Regions from separate parts of the Anas platyrhynchos genome. Here region 2 is linked to region 1. A link is a contact called in public Hi-C data. All regions are on one chromosome and are shown on one strand. Each heading gives the region's core, a stretch centred on a gene start, on an enhancer-like site or on the middle of the called end of the contact. The rest is flanking DNA. Distances are from core to core; before and after follow the strand shown. Region 1 holds the start of SLC18A2 (solute carrier family 18 member A2). Region 2 overlaps PDZD8 (PDZ domain containing 8).

The links. A called contact is a pair of places that touch in the nucleus more often than the background predicts.
Region 2: a Hi-C map of skeletal muscle shows a contact between it and region 1, with 4 times the contacts expected there. The contact joins the enhancer-like site here to the promoter of SLC18A2 in region 1. A contact is called at or near these places in 4 of 8 Hi-C or Micro-C datasets (F1 follicle, liver, skeletal muscle and 1 more).

What each region holds. Positions count from the first base shown.
Region 1 is chr6:34,427,403-34,432,352 of IASCAAS_PekinDuck_T2T, forward strand. SLC18A2 (solute carrier family 18 member A2) reads left to right here and starts at 2,157. Exons shown (of 15, transcript XM_038181112.2): 1 at 2,157-2,398; 2 at 4,079-4,430. The coding sequence starts at 2,278.
Region 2 is chr6:34,488,076-34,493,025 of IASCAAS_PekinDuck_T2T, forward strand. It overlaps PDZD8 (PDZ domain containing 8), which reads right to left. Exons shown (of 5, transcript XM_027459985.3): 3 at 504-606. Among named protein-coding and RNA genes, the nearest start is that of PDZD8, 24 kb to the right of the region's middle. Within about 2 kb of position 1,941, at least 1 of the 8 cell types and tissues checked has an H3K27ac peak or open chromatin away from gene starts, as enhancers often do.

The sequences.
Region 1 (4,950 bases), core at 907-3,406:
TCAAAATTTGGATTCCCATATAAATATGTGATTTTGGAAGTTAGTTTTGAGCTTATAGATGTTATTTATCAACAACTAATAAAGTTATAATATTATAATCTGGGTATAACAGGCACATGTATACATCAAAGGACAGCTAAGAAAAAAAAAGGCAGATACTTTACAAAAAAAAAAAAAAAGAAAAAAAAAGATTTGAACATCTTTTTTCAAAGCATGAAATTTATATTTCATTTTATATTTTATATGGGGAGTTCAATAGGGAAACCAAGTCATAAGCAGCTTTCCAAACATAATGTTCAATTTCACTATGCTCCTACTCTTCTTTTACTTGTTCTTTGGTAGACACAAAGATCCCTGACTAGGGATAAATAAATAGTGGTGAAGGAATGGAATACACTTTATACCTGCACAGCAGCAAACCTTGTGTCTTCCTGACCTGATAGCTTCCTAGAGGTAAACATGATTTAATCAGCTAGATTAATAAAGCAATAGTGTCTGTGCACCAGTGGGCATCTCCACATGCAAATAAATACACTCAAATGCTCTATGCTTGTCCATGCTAATAGCTCAGGCATGCTCATGCACATTATTTTGGCATTAGTTGTCTAAAAGTCAATTGGCTGAGGGTAAGAGAAGCTAGGGGAGTAGAAGAGAGGAGTGACTTCAAGCAAAGTGGCCAGATGCTGCCAGCATGAATGTCAGCATGGCAGGGACAGGCAGAGGAAGGAGAGAAATTCTGGAAGACAGACTTGGGGGGGGAAGGAGATGTTCTCCCCCTGACATGGGTGATACAGAGAAAGAAGCAAGAGGCTTCTGCAACTGCATCCCTCATCACAGACGGCTGGAAAAGCATCTTTGTCCACATCTGCTTTCTGACAGGTGACAGTAACAGCAGCACTGCTAGCAGATAACTCTCCTCCAAACTGCTGTGCTTACAAAATGCCCAAACTCATGTTTTCCTGATGGGAAATTGCTATGGACATTTCATCGAAATGTGAAATTTATTTTCCCATACTGACATGGCTCTTGTTCCTGACCCGGGCAGTGTTCCCTGCCTCCTCCTGCATTCCTCCGCAGTCCTCAGCTCAGTGATGTGATTTATGGTGCAAGTGCCTTCAGGATATGAACCCTCGTTTGTGAATCAAGAGTTTAGCAATACCCACTGGGGACATTTATTGTGCACTGGTAAAATTGTTCCCATACGAGCATAATGCTTAGTGGATATGTCAAATAAAATCAGAACTACCTGCATGCAAACAAAACAGGTGCTATTAGCACATCCTCTGCCTGTTTTCACCGTTTTTAGGAAAAAATGTGTGTAGTAAAGAGCACACTGCACTGAATTCACCCCATTCCTAAAGCCTGCTAGACCTCTGCCAGCGATGGATTGGGACCTGAGATCAGTTTAGACCACATTGGTTTTTCTTCAGCTGCTACTTTGCCAAGACTTCACAGAGTAAATGGCTTTCATTAACTAATAAATTAATTCTGAAATGAACAAACCAGCACGGGCAGTTTGTTTATGGCACGAAGCGAGTGCTGCTGCAGGAGCACCAGGCTAAGTCTGAGCACCACGCACAGGCAACCCGCGTCCTGATGGCATCGTGCTGCAGGGGCACGGGGTGAAACTACACGAATACGGGGAACATCGCTGAGGAAGAACTGTTTGCACAGCGGTGTTGTCACCGCCTTCAGCCTGCCGTTTGCTTCTGGGGCTGTTCAACTCATCGCAAGGCTCATCCCGACTTCGGTGCTCTTTACCGGGGGCGAAGCACCGGGAAGAGTGTGAAGCAGAGAGCAGCCCCCAGGCTGGGCAGCGGCTGAAAGCTGACTGCTAAGCCGCCGTGAATCTTTGCCCAGCAGCCTCCCCTGCCAGCCCGTGGTGCTGGGGAAAGGCTCAAGGGGAGCGGGCTGGGCACGGAGCCCGGCGCTCCGGGCAGGGCGGCTGAGCGCTGCGAATCGCTCAGGTTGGGAAGGGACACCCAGAGGGGTCTCCGTGCCCCGCCTCCTCCTCCTCCTCCTCCTCCTCTTCGTCGTCGTCGCCCTCCTCCTCCTCCTCCTTCCTCCAACCCCTCCTCCTCCTCCTCCTCCTCCTGCCCAGCCGGCTGGCAGCGGGCTGCTGGCCGGGGTCCTGCGAGCCGGGGCGGGCCGGGGCAGGGCGAGGAGGGGGCTCCGGCCTCAGCCCCTGGCCCGGGGCGGCCCCCGGGGGCCTCCGCGAGGCCGCGGCCAGCGGCAGAGGCAGCGGCGGCGGCGGCGGCGGCGGCGGGGCCGGGCGGCATGGCCCGGGGCGAGGCCAGCATCATCCGCTGGCTGCGGGAGGGCCGGAGCTCCCGGAGGCTCATCCTCCTCATCGTCTTCATCGCCCTGCTCCTGGACAACATGCTGCTCACCGTGGTCGGTAGGCGACCGGGTCTGGCGGTGGTGGGGCTGCGGGCTTCGCCGTCGGTGGCTCGGGGGTGGCTCGGTTTTTGGTTCGTGTCTGTGTTTTTCGTTGGTTTCTCTCCCCCCGATTTATGCCAGCAGTAATCGCCGGTGACAGATGTGCTGCTTGGGTGCGCGAGTGATGCTCGCAAACCAAACCAAAGGTTTTCAAACACGTTGGGTGCCCCAGGTACTGCGGGCACTGGCACAAGCAGCAAAGTCTCACTTTGTTTCTCTGTCACTTGCAGGATAAGGAATTGCATAAAGCCACCTTCATAATTTATTTATTTTCCCACTGAAAGCCACTAAAACTCCTCAGAATGACAACATTGATATTTTTAGCTCATCATCTTTTTTCCTCCTGCGGTCATGCAACTGAAACACCAGGCTAGATAACGCTGGAGATGCCTGTTTCCTTGCGATAGTTCTCCTCTCCCCCACGCTGCTCGTCAAATGGTAGATTAATAAGAAAACTATCTACATGGGTTTTAAGAAAAGTGCTTCTAGGAGCTGGTTTAATAAAATAATCAGAGTTTTGATCAAAGTTGAAGGTGTGACTTTTACTGGCTTGAAGTTACATGGTGTCGTGAGTTATGAATTAAATCAAGTCCTGGAACATTTTTTGCTGGTAGTTCTTTAAGTACCCATGTCAAAAGGCTCCTTTTCATATCTATTTTGTCCAAGGGCTCAGAGAAACTCCTGGCTTGTACCCACACACTGCTCATGGAGCGTGGAGCCCACCCTGTGCAGTGCTGCCCTGCCAACCTCAGCTCCTGGGGGTGGTCAGCTTAAAGCTGATGCCTTTAACAAAAACTCCATGAATACTTTTACCAGTCAGTTTTAGATTTTTTACATGAACATCCTTTCTTATAAAGTTGTTAATGTTTCCTTATTTTTTCTATAAGATGTGTGCTAGAAGCTCTTAAAAGTATTTCGGTCTGCAGACTCACTGAAAGATGGGGCTGTGTCAGAAGGGAGGCCAGGCGGCTCTGCTGGTTCTGTCACTGATGCTTCCCAGTAGAATGAATCTTACATCTGTTCCAGCCAATGTGGATATGATAGTTTCTGAGATACACGTTAATACAGTTAAATTGCAGCTATGATCCTAAAACTTATAAAGCGTGTCCCTTCTGGGTGGTGTTTTCAATGCAAATTTTAAAGAAATAGTGAAATATATAAACAGCAATACATCAGTTCTGATTACTCTTTTTTTTTTTTTTTTTTTTTTTTTTTTTTGTGGCTTGTTTTATTAACATGTTTTATTACTTTTTACTATTTTGGCTTAATGCTAGTTTCAGTGCTTTTCTCATTATCCACGTTTTCACAATCTAATAAAGGGATTTATGCAGTCATGTGCAACAGTCTGTTCAGACATGGGTTTTGATACTTCTCATATTTTTCTTTCTGAGTTATCTCTGTATAGGAAAAAATATAATTACAAAAACTGGCAAAAAAAATAAAGACTAATGTAAAAGAACCATGTTTTAAATTGTACTATTTAAGTTCTGTGTTTCAGTCTTTTAAAATCCTTACTGATGTTATCAGTAGGAAAGCCTTGTACTTTCCAATCAATGACAAAGTAAACAAGAAAATTTGGTGATTCCATTTGTACGTAACCTTACGGTAAGATGCTAATATATTCTATTTGTTTTTCCAGTGCCAATAATTCCCAGTTACCTTTACAGCATCAAACATGAGAAAAATGCATCAGAAGTCCAGACTACTAAGCCTAACGTAGTTTCAGCAACGATGGACAATTTTCAGAGTATCTTCTCCTACTATGACAACTTGACGATGGTTACTGGGAATGCGTCTGCTCAGCCAGGCCCCAGAGAGCTGCCCCACACCCCGACAGAACAAATGACAGTGAACGTGACTGCTCCTCCATCTGATTGCCCTAAGGAGGACAAGGACCTGCTGAACGAAAACGTTCAAGTTGGGCTGTTGTTTGCTTCAAAGGCAACCGTGCAGCTGATCACTAACCCCTTCATAGGGCCACTGACAAACAGGTATGTTACGCAGTTAGGATTTGTGTTCATGGTTTAGTCTGGGTGGGGATTTCAAAGTACTTCTAAATCTGTTGTGGCCCTGGCTTCCTGGTCTCCTTGCTTTATCTGGAGGAGTATCTTAGTGAAATACATTTGATGAACACGTCTTCTGAATGCCCGCATCCTTTCTGAAATAAATCAGTAAGCACATGAGCCACTTGACAGTGTTGTACACTTCTCTTTTACTCCAGCTCCTGAGTCCTCAGGCTTTTATAGAAACTTTTACTGAAGCGGTGTTGAAATTTCTTCAATACAGTTACACAGGGCCAAAAGATGCCACGGCTCAGTAGTTACAAGGATCAATCTCCGTGACTTGGTGACACATCTATTACACCTATATTAGGCAAAAATGATGTTGAAGGTGTAGGCAGTGCTCAGATCTCTCCCCAGCTCTTGCAGAGCTGCAGCTCTTGGTGTGCTTTGGTGCACAGCAATTCTGAATGTCCTGAGGTAAGGCCAAGCGGGAGGTTCTCATGGGCTT
Region 2 (4,950 bases), core at 691-3,190, 60 kb after region 1:
AGGATTCATATGCTCAAAAGAGACCTACAGCAATTCCCTCTGTGTTTTGTCAAAAATACAGACAAAAGGAGGAAATCAGTCTAACCTAACCCTCTGATCACATACATCTTCAATGCCTGTGTCAGAAGGGAATAGGCTCAGTGAAAGACAGATAAATCTCCTTCACTGTTTTCATTGTTTCATTCACTGTTTCTCATTGCCTCACTCAAATGTAACAGAACTACAAAATACCTATTTTACACTGATTGTTTTAATGCATTGGTACAGCTGATAATCAATATGCTCCAATCAGGTACATTTTCAAGCACAGCTGTGACAACTGAACATGATCCATCCATGCTGATCTGACAATGAATTAAAAAATAGTAACTGGTCCATCATATTTTTAGGGTTTTCCTCCTGCTAAATCACCCATTTTGTTGTTCAAAAGATACATTCTTTCTAGACAATGTGCTAAGAACATAAAACATACTGCAATATGTAAAGCTTAAACCTGTTTTTACCGTTTTAATGGAACTCCTTGATTTTTCTTCCCAAACATTACTGCTCAGCTCCATTGTGCAATGAACATTTGTTTCTCTTTCATAGGATCCAAATATAAACAACCTGAAACAGAAAAGCATACAGTAAGAATTGTAATACTAGTATGCATCCTAAGTATCATATTAAACTCCGCGTTCTTCCTTTGTACACCCCATTACTATTTTCAATGTGTACAGACACAGAAGTGCATACCTAAGTGATTCCAAAAGCACAGCCTTTCACAAAATGCAAGGCACTGCCACCCTCTAGTGGAAGTATTTTACACGTATCTAAAATTGTTTAAAAATGTTAGCTAGGGCTTTAGGGGCAGGGTTTTAGAGGGAGGAAGGGGTGTTTGTTGTTTGTTTTTTTTGTTTGTTTGTTTTTAAAGTGTTCAATTGGCAGATTACTATTTTTATATAAAATAATAGCTTAAAAAATAAAGCAGTTACAGATACAAGAGTCTTTCGCTCTAGTCCTACACTTCACAACATACAACAGCTTTCCTTGGTTGGAGAGAGAGTGTTACTGTAGTAGCAAAGTCACAGATACACAGTCAGCAGTAAACTATTTCCTAACAAACAGAAGTGGTTCTTCAGGCATCTTATTCTATTCCAGAAGGCTACAAAGCTTTCCAGTTAGGTAACAGTGCTATAAGAGGGGGTGTGTGGGAAGCAATGAAGTTGTACACAGTTTCTCTCTCAGTACTTAGAAGCAAATAAATATTTGGGAATAAAAACCTCCGATAAATTGTGCTCTTCCAAGAGAGCCATTAGAAACGATCCTTGTCAAATGCATATAGAAAACTTCAAAATAAAGAAGTCTAAGCTTTCATCCAAACTAGCTTATTTATGGCTGTGTTTTATTACACAACTCTTCAGATGGAGATAAAAACTGTAATCAAATCACAGCAATATTCTGTTCATTTTGATGTTTTTAATGAATGTTTCTCGGTTAAGTATTTATGATTAAAAAGCGTGTAGATTTCTAGATATGGAGATATCTAAATTATTATATATTAAATATACTTTGAAAATTAAGTAAAAACAATTGAAAGCAACTTTTTTAAGCAACTGGAATTGGTAAAATTACCCCAATCCCAAGGAAACACACCTCATTCTACAACAGCTTTCTAGCCTGCGTTAAAGCACAGGGAATGGAAGAAGTATTCCTTTTGTATATATCTCTACAAATAATTCAACTGCGAAGATCTTTACAGTTACTCAGTTCTACATCTACCCCTGGGTTGGTGCCCAGCATTTTGCTGTGTTTGCTGTTCCAGGTGCCAGCCTTGTGGCTGCATGCTGTGCTGCCAGCCTCAGGTGTCCAGGCTGCGTGCTGCCCCATCCCTTCTACTGAAACCCTGCAAAGAGCAGCTGTCAGCGGCACTTCCAGCTTGACCTTCAGCACTCGTTTGTCTAGACGCTATTGATTTGATTACAGTAAGCAGAAATCCAGCCTCAGAACCAAGCGATCAGGTATTTTGTCTGGGCAAGACTAAGTTCCTTCAGGGTTACCTAAACTGACCAGCTTATACCCTCTTTGCTCATTTTTAAACTATCCTCAGCAACCTTCTGTGGCTTTCCTATTCTGCTTTTTGTAGTTGCTTTTGAATAATGCACTTTTTCTTCTGTGTCAACTGCAACTCATCGCCACCAGCTAGTTCAGTAAAGTTTTTCCACAGTTGGTCATTGCTTGCACACATTGCATTTCATCCAACAGGACTGCACAAGTTTCCTTTCCAGTTTTGCAAAGGAGGGAAGCACGGTGGGTCAGGAGGACTAGGGGGGAAACAATAACGAAGCTGATCAAAGATCCAGTTGGTTAATGCAGTTCAAAAGATAAAGACAGACAGACAAAACTCTCAACAGTGTATCTTCCAGGAGTCCTTGCCTGTTTCTAAACCCCTAATTCCTCTACAATATCAGCGGAGCAGCTATTTATCTGTCTTGTACTGGTGACAAGTAACATACAAGAACAAGGACAGGAGGTACATCACAACTGGGGAAAAAAAAAAAAGTGATTTTCAACTACAACCATAACGCAAAAGGTGCATAGGAAACAATGAGATTTCATGTTATATTACGCTACCCACACCCTAATTGAAGAACCGTATTGCAGGACAGCAAAAATGCACGCTTAAAGAGCAGTCCTGGTCCATGGACACTTTGTGCTGGAGTTTAGAATACAATTTCCAGTTTCAGGAAGACAAAGGGGAAATTTTCGCTTCTATGCCACTAAGGAAGTTTTTGTTTGAATAACATCTCTGATAGCACGCAAACAGAAGAGCTGGATTCTCCAGTGCAGCTGCAGATAAAGACTGATTACAATCGCATCACAGCACATCCCAAACAACTGCATATCGAAATGCAGGTTACTGTGTACTCCACAGATGTAACATTTATAAGCCAGTAAAAAAACAGTGAATGAAAGACACCCTGAAACAAAGTTTATAGCCCAAGCAAAGATTAAATCGGTAAGAAAAAATGATTAAGTTACTGCCTGAGTAATTAAAATAGGTATATAAGAAGGATGATTTCTACTGCTTCCCTACCTCCAGACGGGATACCCTCGGGTAAGCACAAGGCAAAGCTGAGCGATTTAGCAGATCAGCCGGAACAGCAGCGGCTTGGGGCTGTCCCGGCACCGTACAGACCCCAAATGTTATAGGAGGCCCCCTGACAGAGGGCAGGCAGCAGAACAGGGCCGAGGCGGGGGCAGTGTCAGCTCTTAGGGCTGATTGAAGCCCAAGACTTTGTCCTGTCTCTACAGTCCCCAGGAGAGGATGACTAGGTGGGCTATCAAGCTGGCTGCTTTTTGTGGGGTGATACAAAAGGGTTGATATGCAAATCCAACAAGAAGTCGATATGTGCAAAGTACACCCCGATCTATGGTAACATCTTATTTATTACCAGGTACATAAAAGCAAGCTCAATGTATTTCCTTTACAACTTTTTTTTTTTTTTTTTAACTTTTTTAATTTCAACTGTGACCCTTTTATTTGCAAACAGTTTTGGAGTCAAAATAAGCAGAATATTTCCTGAATTTTAAGAATGCCAAAAGCAGATTCAACATCCACACACTGCTGCATGAAGTCCACTCAAGGGCAAAAGGGAAAAAAAATAAACATAAAACTCCAAACCTAACACATCGGTCTCGGGTACACACTGCAGTGTTTTACAAAATGACCGTCTTCGGAAAAGTCTCCTTGTCCACAAAGGTTATTAAAACAAACGTTCATTTTAAAAGCCCACATTGTGGCACAGTTTTAGAAGAATATTCTGCTTAATATAGTAAGAGTTGACAGGATTTAAGACTTTCTTCGCAGAGTACCTTTAAAAAGTCATATGGGGAGATTTAACAGCGTGTTGCTTTGTTCTTTTCTCTCCTTAAAAAAAATTAAGGCAAGGATGCAATTGTTAGTGTAACTTAAGTTTTTCCTTTTCTTTTGTAGAAGAAATAAACTGTCACATTGTACAATGTTTTCACCTACAGATACATTTTTGCAATGAAAGTATTCTGTGAAGGTGTTACAATCATAAAAACATGCTTTCAATAGGTCAGACAAAAATTGTAAAATGTTATCTACACCAGTGAAGTTTCCATTCTTTCAATAATTTCATGTAAAAAATACACAAAAATTTTCTTTCAAAGACGTAACAACGAAACTTGGGTGGTGATTAGAAAAAGTGCAAGAAGTATGCATTTGGATATGTGAAGAACAAAATGAAATTAAGTTAGACATTTCTAACATACGAAGAGTTTGCAAGATGCTTCATCACTACAATTTCTCCGCTGTCGTTCAAGACTTAATTGCTTAGAACAGAAAACAGGATCTGAACGCTACTACTCCACACAAGGACCAAAGCAAAGCTTAAACCACTCAGCTCTGCCATAGCTACCATATTGAGACAGAATGTAAAATCCTCAGGCATTGAGCAAAACTGAAAACTATACAGAAATCAAGGTGATTTTCACTTCTGGAATTGGAAAGATTGCCAAGGAAGACAACTTCAGGTGCCCCCCTCCAGATGACGGTTCTCATTAGGGGATGCCGACCATTCTGCTGTGAATTCACTCACACAAACTGCCTGTGATGGAAGAGGCTCTTGAGGTTCAGTGACCTCAAAGCACCTTTGGGTGAAGAACTAAGAAGTCTGGGGAAATGAAGCAATGCTCAGTCAGTACCAGGTCACAGCACTCCCTGGAAGGCTCCGGGCGAAGTCCCAGCACGCCAGCAGGGACTGCAACAGGTCTGCAGAGGTCCCAGCAGCAGATGTTGGTGAAAAACTCTCCGCATGTCAGCATATGGAGTGGTATTGCAAAAAGAAACCTTGCCAACAGCCCCGGACAGCCTTCACACGCAGTAGTAATGAAAAGGGAAATTGTGACATTGCTACTTTTGTGCATATTGTGTATTTTTTTCTC